Regions from separate parts of the Mus musculus genome. Here regions 2 and 3 are each linked to region 1. The links are chromatin contacts, called in public HiChIP or PLAC-seq maps. All regions are on one chromosome and are shown on one strand. The core of a region is the stretch at or near the end of the contact, and the rest is flanking DNA. Distances in the headings are between cores, read along the strand shown. Region 1 holds the start of Hnrnpa0 (heterogeneous nuclear ribonucleoprotein A0). Region 2 overlaps Gm40966 (a long non-coding RNA gene). Region 3 has its middle 30 kb from the start of Gm38494.

Region 1 (2,700 bases), core at 63-2,562:
TGTGGGGCCGAGTCCACCTTCAGGGGGGGTAACGGGCAGGCAAGCGGGGGGTGTCGTGCCCCCCAGGGTGAGCGGCTTCCCCCGAGGGCACCTGGGGCGGGCGCGGAGGGCGACGATGGCCGCGCCCGCCGCCGGCATCCGGAACCCGGCTTCTAGAACGAGCCTCCGCCGTAGCCGCCGCCGTAGCCGCCTCTGTACGGTCCACTGTTGCTGCGGCCGCCCCAGCTGCCGCCGCCGCCGCCGCCTCCGCCGCTCTTCATCGGCCCGTACGAGGACTGGTGCTGGCTGTAGCTGCCGAAGCCGCCGAAGCCGTTGCCGTAGTCGCTGCCGCCGTATGAGCCGCCGCCGCCGCCACCGCCCCCGTAGGCGCCGTAGCCCCCGTAGCCGCCGTAGCTGTTGTAGCCGCCGCCGCCGCCACCGCCGCCCTTGGCCAGCCCGTTCTGGTCTCGGCCGCCGCCGCCGCCTCCGCCGCCGCGGCCCCGGCCTCCGCCGCGCCCGCCCCGGGCCGCCCGCGCACCCCCGCCGCCCGCGTGGATATCCTCCTTGGGCACCGCCTTCTTCACCTCCACGCGGTGGCCCTGGATCGGGTGGAACTTGACCACCGCGGCCTTGTCGGCCGCGTCGTGGCTCTGGAAGTAGACGAAGCCGAAGCCGCGCTTCTTGCCCGACTGCTTGTCGGCAATGATCTCCGCCTTCTCCACCGCGCCGAACTGCGAGAAGTGCTCGATCAGGTCGCCCTCCGCCACGTCGCCCTTGAGGCCGCCCACGAACAGCTTCTTCACCTTGGCGTGCGCCCCGGGCCGCGCCGAATCCTCCCGCGACACGGCGCGCTTCAGCTCCACCGTGTTGCCGTCCACCGCGTGCGGCGACGCGGCCATGGCGGCATCCGCCTCCTCCACGTTCGAGTAGGTCACGAAGCCGAAGCAGCGGGAGCGCTTCGTCTGGGGGTTCACCACCACCACGCAGTCCGTCAGCGTCCCGAAGGCCTCGAAGTGGCCGCGCAGCCCCGACTCACTCGTCTGCACATTGAGGCCGCCGATGAACAGCTTACAGAGCTGCGAGTTCTCCATGTCGGCCGCCCGGGCCCTGCCCCCGCCCTGCGCGCTCCGCCGCGTCGCCGTCGCCCGTTAGCGGTCGCCGAGGCCTCGTCCGAGCCCGGGCCCGGCCGCCGCCGCCACCGCCGGCGGGGAAGGGGCGGGAGGGGGAGGGAAGGGGCGCGCTGCCGGCCCGAGGGCGAGCCGAGGACGCTGGAACCCGACCGGGGCCGCCGCGGCCGCCACCTCCGCTCCCCTATCGGGACACCACACAAAGAGGCCGCTGAAGGCGCGCGCACCCTCCCCGCGCGGTGCGTCACAAGCGACGCCGGGACGCCGGCCAATCGCCTGGCCGCTCGCCTTGGTCCCGCCCACCGCGCCGCAGCGCCGCTCTCGGTCGCGGCCTCCCCGCCCTCCGCGGTTTCCCCACCACCCCGGTCCGGGCCTGGGGCTCCTCGGCGACCGCCGCTCCTTCCGCCTCCGCGCTCGCACTCGACGCGGGGCCGCGGGGCCGCGGGGCCCGGGAGACCGCCCGCCAGAGCCCTCCGCGCGTCTCCGTGGAGCGTTTCCTGGCGACCGCGCGGCTGTTCCCGCAGTCGTCCCTCCCTCCCTCCCCTCGCCGGATGCCCAGGCCCAGCTCCGCAGTGGCGTTCGCGCCAGCCCCTTGAGGGACGTGACCTGCCGGCCAATCAGCGGCTGCTCCTCAGACCCACTTCCGTTTTCCGCTGCCGCGGGACGGGCGCGCTCCTCTCGAGCACTGGCCCGGCGCCTCCCGTGCGGAACCCTCTGTCGCCCGCACGCTTCGTCCTCGCGGGAATTCTGGCCGTTCCCAACGGATCAGCCCGGGTGGCCCCCGCGCGGACTTTTTAAAAACTTGACTGTTGGGGGCCGGCCCGCACCCGGCGTCGGCTCCCCTAGGGGCGGCACAAAGATGGAGGGCCTCGGCCTGACCCCAAGGCGGTTATTGGCCGTTTACGGTGGGCTGGTGGCTCCATTAATCCAATGCGACTCTTGCCCCGTGCCACTCTGCCCGCCGAAGCAAGCCCATGAGAGGGAACACCACCAAAGCCCTTGAGACCGGGTAACCCAGACCAGGCCCGAGCCAGGCCTGCGGTAGCCGCTGGCGATGCTCCGCCCTGTGAACTCAGCAGCGAGCTCCTGCGGACATGTTCCTTGCGAGCCACGCAGGATTTATTCGGCCCCATCCTTACACTGCTAGCCTTGAGCCAGGCTGACCTCGAACTCCCAAGCACTAGATTATAAGCATGCCCTATGAGATTTCCTATTTTTATTGCCTTCTCACCGCCATCCCAACTGTGGTTTGGGAATTAAACCCAGGGGACTTAACTAGAGTTGGAGCAGTGTCCCCCGACACGTCCTATCCCCATTCTGTCCCGTTACTTCTCATCTCCCTCATCTGGTGCACCCCTGTGACCTGCAGCCAGCAGCTTCTACTGGGCTGCCAGCTTCGTGAATATGAACAGCCATTTTGCCAACTTTATCCATATAACTAGATTTTAAAAAAAAACTGTCAGGGACTGTGCTTAGTGTTCACGGATAAGATCTCAATTTCTACAGTGTCTTAGGGTTGTAGAAATAAGGCAAGCTGGGAAGGAACGGCCTTATTTGGTTTACATTTCCAGATCATAGTCCATCACTGGAGGAA
Region 2 (2,700 bases), core at 116-2,615, 340 kb after region 1:
CTCTCTTCTGGTGTATCTGAAGACAGCTACAGTGTACTCACATACAGGAAATAAACAAATCTTTAAAAACAAGTAGTTTATATCTGTATTGGGAAATACATAGACTTAACACTTGAATAAACACAAAGAGGTGCTCTCTTCCTGCTGCCTGTGGATCCAGATGTAGAACTCTCAGCTGGCTCCTCAGCACCACGACTGTCGGAGTCCTGCCATGCTTTCCGCCATGCCCACAGCGGACTTTATAAACCTCTGAACTGCATTTCCCACCTGGTGGTTTCAGAACGCTGAGGAACTTTGAGGAGGCACCACCTCGGAGGAGAAAGTGGGTCACTAGAGATTGACCCTGAAAGCCACGAAGAAAGTTGTGTGGCCCAGAAAAGGTAGCACTGAAGAAGCTTAGGCTAATTTGAGAAAGCTACACTGACAGCCAGCCGGCCCCCCCCCCCTCCCCCAGCTCCACTTTTGCAGCTTCCGCGTTCCTAATGGTGATGACTGACAGGTCTTCAATGCCAATTTGATTGAATTCTTCAGAGCAGTACCCGGCCGCTGATTGCCAAGCCACTGAAGAAGGGACGCAGCATCTGCAATGCAAGCAAAGCTATTCGATTTAAGTCTGGATTGTTGATCTTCTCTAATGTTCACAATGTGGAGCTAAGACACTTACAGGAAAAAAAAAAAAAAAAAAAAAAAAGGCTAGTCTCTGGAATGTATTGCATTGGTATCCTAAAGGCCAGTGGTGATGCCAGGAGTCTTTCTACAAGCGGGCGAATTTTTTTTTGTTTGTTTGTTTCTTTTTAAGTGGGTTGAATCTTGAATTTTCTCTTAAATAAAATGATAATCTATAACATAAGAAAAAAAAGAAGACAAGATAACTATAGTGATACTCAAAGTCAACTAATAGCTGGAAGGTGTGCTCTGACCTCCACATGAGCACCAGGGGACTTGACATGTCCACACTCACACGCATACACAATTAAAAAAAAAATGAAACCAAACGAACCAAAACTACCAAAAGATATAAAAAGAAAGCGCCACGGGCGTCTGTTTCTGTGTGGGGGAGCACTAGGTTTGAGACTCAGAAAGCCTTGTTTCGTAGACACCTCCCCGGGCTCTTTGAAAATGTGTACATTTACAAGTCTTTACAACCTCAATAGATAACAAAAGAGTCAGACCAAATTCAAAATAAGCAACTCTTCCACTTGTGGGGTAGGTCTGGGGATTTGGAAGGACGTTGTGAATCCTTGGCTGCGAAAGAGCTGCACACCCCAGCCCGCGAACCTTCTTCGGGTTCAGACAACTCCTCTTCAGGCGCTCACAGCCAAGTTCTTGCCTGACCGCAGCCATAGATGCTAACCGCCGGTGTCTGCTCCGCCAAAGGTCCCCTTCCGCCCTGCCCTGTTCTGTGGCTGCCCTCAAGCCTTTTATTTTCCGTTTAGAGGAAGACTGCGGTAGATTTGACTTTTTCTTTTGGAAACAAAAGCGATACAAAGGGCAAGTGTGCGGGGCTTCTTCCTAAACAGTGGGGCACTTGAAGCCGGGGCTGCAGGTGCAGCGGCTGATTCAATCTCAAGATTGCGCTTTCTAAAAGCGCTTTAAAAAATGCTGAAGAGAGAGCGAGAGCCCGGAGTACTTTTGGAAATGAGACATTTGAAAGCCCTTATTTATCTACTCTTTGGGGGGAAAAATCAATTTCTTTAGGGAAAAGCCTCACCACCCCGCTATGTCATGCATACAGAAAATGGCGTTAATTGAAGAGATTTGGGGTAAGACCAGAGGGAAACTGAGTGCATTTCTAAAAGTCCTTTAAAAAAAACTTTTTAAATGTTAGAATTGTGTTATGAAAATATCAGGGAAGATCTTGTATTTTCTTAAAGCTAACATATAAATGTTTTTCAGAATTCAGAAAATTAAACTTGTTTCCATAAATGTAATGTATTTGCTCATATGCACGCGCGCGCGCGCGCGCGCGCACACACACACACACACACACACACACAAAGTTCAAATCTATAAGAATGAAGAGATGAACCTTCTCCAGCCTGGCCAGTCCTGCCTGTGCCCGCTGGCTCACCACTGGCTCACCGCTGGCACACCGCTGGCTCACTTCCAGACCCTATTCAGCATGATCTCCCTCCTTTGCCAGAATCTGAAGGCTACCACAGACAGCAGGTCCTGCAGACATTCTAGCCAAGAGGATCTAAACACCCTACCCTCTGTACTCCTACCTCAAAAATAAGTTCTCAGGGTTATTTACAAACCCAGCCCATGTCGGCTTTCTTTGTCTCCAAAATGTCCTTTTGTTGTTGGTTTATTCAAATCAAGATAGCAAAATTTATAGGCAAATCATTTGCCATCTTTCACTGTCTCTTGAAAGTTTATAACACAAATATGTTTTGTGTATATTTTTATTTATTTACATTTTTTTTCCAATTGGGAAAGAGGCTTTGTTGAGATTTAATTCACACGTAGTACAGAAGGCTAAGAAAGGACCCTTCTCCCGTCCACATTGGTTGGTCTAATGCCTGAACCGTAGGTTGTCCTCTAAGAAGTAAGGGACTTACAGGTGTGACAAGTTAGGATTTTGATGGGGGAGATGATCTGAGTGGGCCTTGAGGCCATCCACACCCTTACAGAGCAGCAGAGGGAGAGGTCCCAGCTCCCAGGTGTGAGGCAGCCATGGATGGACTACCTGGATCATAT
Region 3 (2,700 bases), core at 148-2,647, 390 kb after region 1:
TGAGAAACAGTTCTACGGGGCCGAGAGGAGCAGGAGGAGAGACCCTCCTCTCCCGAGAGAAATTGCGAACTGAAGATAGCTTTTATGTCATAAAGAAATGCACCTTTGGGGCTGCGAGACGTCTCAGAGGTTAAGAGCACTGGCTGCTCTTCCAGAGGACCTGGGATTGGCTCCTGGCACCCATATGGTGGCACGCCATATGTTCTGGCTTCTATAGGCATTGGAAATGCATGTGGGACACATACACGATGCAAGAAATAGATGAACCTAAAATGAAAGTAAATAAACCTCTTAAAAGTAATAACTGGGGAGGATTGTAACTTTATTTTGTGATTTTAAGCTAGTGAAGCCTGGGCCTTTGGGATATGTGACACAGGGAACTGAGTAAGGCCTGCCTGCTGTTCTGTTTTGCTCTTTTTGATATCGGGAATAGGAATGAGGCCATGGGCCCTTGAAGATCTGGAGTAAACTGTGGTGGGGAGGAACGCGCGGCTTTCATCCTGTAAAATTAGAGACACAGTGTCACCTTCCATATCTGATTAGCTATCATCACTGGTGTTAGTGTCCTGGGGCTGAGTCTCAATGCGGGCTGCTCCATTTATGACTGTCAATCACCTGAGCAAATAGGACAGCAGTTGCTCCCATCTACAACTTGAATGTGGCATCTGCTCAAATAATCTGTCTCCTCCAGCCCACTTACTATCTAAGCCCCGGGTCTGCTGTGACATCTGGGAGCAGGCTCCTGACTCCTCGGCTCACTTGATTAACTTCCCTGAGCCAAGTTACTAGTCAAAGGAGAGAAAACTGAACAGCGGTGTCTGCCAATCAGGCAGAGAGGACCGTCATTGGTACCCAGCCCAGCATGGTGGGGATTCATTTATTTTATTTACTTAGGTTTATATACTAATTTGCAAAAAAAAATTAACGAATATTATTTGTAGAACAATGATGTTTGAAATTTGAATACAGGAGCAGGAGAGACTGCTTGGAGGTTAAGAGCCCTGGACGCTCTGGCAGAGGACTCACGTGGTGTCACTCAACCCTCTGTTGTAACGCCAGCCTCAGAGGATCTGACACCCTCTTCTGGCCTCCTCGGGCACTGAACGCATGTGGTGCCCAGACATACCTGCAGGCAAAACACCCATACACGTAAAATAAGAATAAATGAATAAGATATTTAAGACAATCACCTAGGGTATTTTACTCAGGACCTACTACCTTCATTGTCTGCGCTGTCTTTTATGCTTTCGAAGGAGATAGGAGGAAGGAACGGAAGTGCACTGCCCGAGGAGGCCAGAAGAGGGCATCAGATCCTCTGAGGCTGGAGTTAGAGAGGGTTGTGTGACACATGTGGGACCTCTGACAGAGCATCTGTAAGCTGTTTCCTCTTTACTTACACATGCCATTCCCCCTGACAAGTATGACCCATTTCACTTCCTTATCTAATCTGTCACAGGCTGGACTGTGACTAGCCCTGACTGACAGGACAGAAATGACATCATTGTGCTTCCACATCACAAGCAGCTTTGTAGCCTCTGTTGACTCTTTGAATATGGTTTTGGGGAATGCAGAGACTATACAACAGCTAGTCTACCTTGAGTGCACCATGTTATCGGCACCCTGCCTGCTGTTTCCAACTGGCTCGTTTTGTCCCAGTCTTCCCATAAGGAGAGACCTTTTGAAGGCTGATAAGCAGGAAGCCACTGTGTGTTTAAGTATAGTCACTAGGCGTGTGCGTTAATCCTGCAGATGACATGGGTCCAGTTGCATTTGGTCTTGAATCTAACGTGCTCCAAGCAAGAACCACTGAGCTGACCCATCACCTCCCAGCAACTTGGTTGATCACCTCATTAAGCTTTGGGGGCAGTTTTTTATATGATAGTAAGTTACAAGACCAGCTTAACTATGAGACAGACTCGATAAGATGTGGTTTGAATTTTAACTAAAATCCTCAGACTAGCTTGAGAAAATGCTATTGTTGGCTAAAGTGTATAGAATTTACTGATTTTACGCTTGGAATGGATGTGTATTTGAGATATATGTATATATTTTATGTCTGCATATAAATGTCCTGGAATGTAGCTCAGCGGCAGAACCTAGAATGCACAAGTAGCCCGTGATGCTTTTAATCATTCCAAAAACAAAACAAAACAAAATAAAACAACCCTAGTTCTGGACATGCTATCGCTTCACCTAGCAAGTACAATCACTGTCCTGATATCAGGGGCTTAGTGAAATTACTGCCTGTGGTCACACATCTAGTGAGTGTGGGAACAGGATTTGAATCCATCTGACTTGACATGTATGGACTCTGGGTATTTGACTGGCAGCCTCAGGAGTGATTTTCTGACATTCTCTGGCCAAGGGTTTTTGTTCTCTCTTCCCAGTTCCTTGCTAAATCTCTCTTCTGTAGCCTATTAGTCTCTTATCCTTCTCTCCCCTGCCTCTGTAGGGCAGCCTGCCTGCACAGACTTCAGTTTCTGGCTCAGTGGGATCATGAATATAAAACATTCTAATGTTCTCCTGGGTTATAATCTTCATTTCATATGACCACTCCAACCATGCGTACCCACATCCAATATCTGTTTGGGAACAGCATGGTAATGCATTATAAATTATAAGTGAGGCAGATAGTGGCTCTTCATAATAAATAGAAGCATTGCTGGCCATCTTCCTTATATTTAAAAACTAAAATTAGAA

What was found. HiChIP or PLAC-seq counts read pairs in DNA pulled down with a chosen protein or histone mark.
Region 2: a contact with region 1 is called in an H3K27ac HiChIP or PLAC-seq map of embryonic stem cells, with 22 times the contacts expected there. The contact joins the enhancer-like site here to the promoter of Hnrnpa0 in region 1. A contact is called at or near these places in 1 of 39 promoter capture datasets (pre-B cells), 2 of 484 Hi-C or Micro-C datasets (both in embryonic stem cells) and 8 of 115 datasets of contacts at active chromatin or transcription factors (effector CD8 T cells, embryonic stem cells, memory CD8 T cells and 1 more).
Region 3: an H3K4me3 HiChIP or PLAC-seq map of bone marrow-derived macrophages shows a contact between it and region 1, with 3 times the contacts expected there. The contact joins the enhancer-like site here to the promoter of Hnrnpa0 in region 1. A contact is called at or near these places in 5 of 39 promoter capture datasets (the C10 cell line, erythroid cells, hematopoietic stem and progenitor cells and 2 more), 1 of 484 Hi-C or Micro-C datasets (bone marrow-derived macrophages), 11 of 115 datasets of contacts at active chromatin or transcription factors (the 230-238 cell line, the SCID.adh cell line, bone marrow-derived macrophages and 5 more) and 1 of 9 other capture datasets (embryonic stem cells).

What each region holds. Positions count from the first base shown.
Region 1 is chr13:58,127,244-58,129,943 of GRCm38.p6, forward strand. Hnrnpa0 (heterogeneous nuclear ribonucleoprotein A0) reads right to left here and starts at 1,313. Exons shown (of 1, transcript NM_029872.1): 1 at 1-1,313. The coding sequence starts at 1,070. The coding sequence ends at 153.
Region 2 is chr13:58,470,561-58,473,260 of GRCm38.p6, forward strand. It overlaps Gm40966 (a long non-coding RNA gene), which reads right to left. Exons shown (of 3, transcript XR_873533.2): 3 at 68-581. Among named protein-coding and RNA genes, the nearest start is that of Gm40966, 5.5 kb to the right of the region's middle. Within about 2 kb of position 1,366, at least 66 of the 459 cell types and tissues checked have an H3K27ac peak or open chromatin away from gene starts, as enhancers often do. A contact at or near this core is called in effector CD8 T cells and embryonic stem cells, where this site is marked.
Region 3 is chr13:58,515,109-58,517,808 of GRCm38.p6, forward strand. No RefSeq gene overlaps it. Among named protein-coding and RNA genes, the nearest start is that of Gm38494, 30 kb to the right of the region's middle. Within about 2 kb of position 1,398, at least 23 of the 459 cell types and tissues checked have an H3K27ac peak or open chromatin away from gene starts, as enhancers often do. A contact at or near this core is called in bone marrow-derived macrophages, where this site is marked.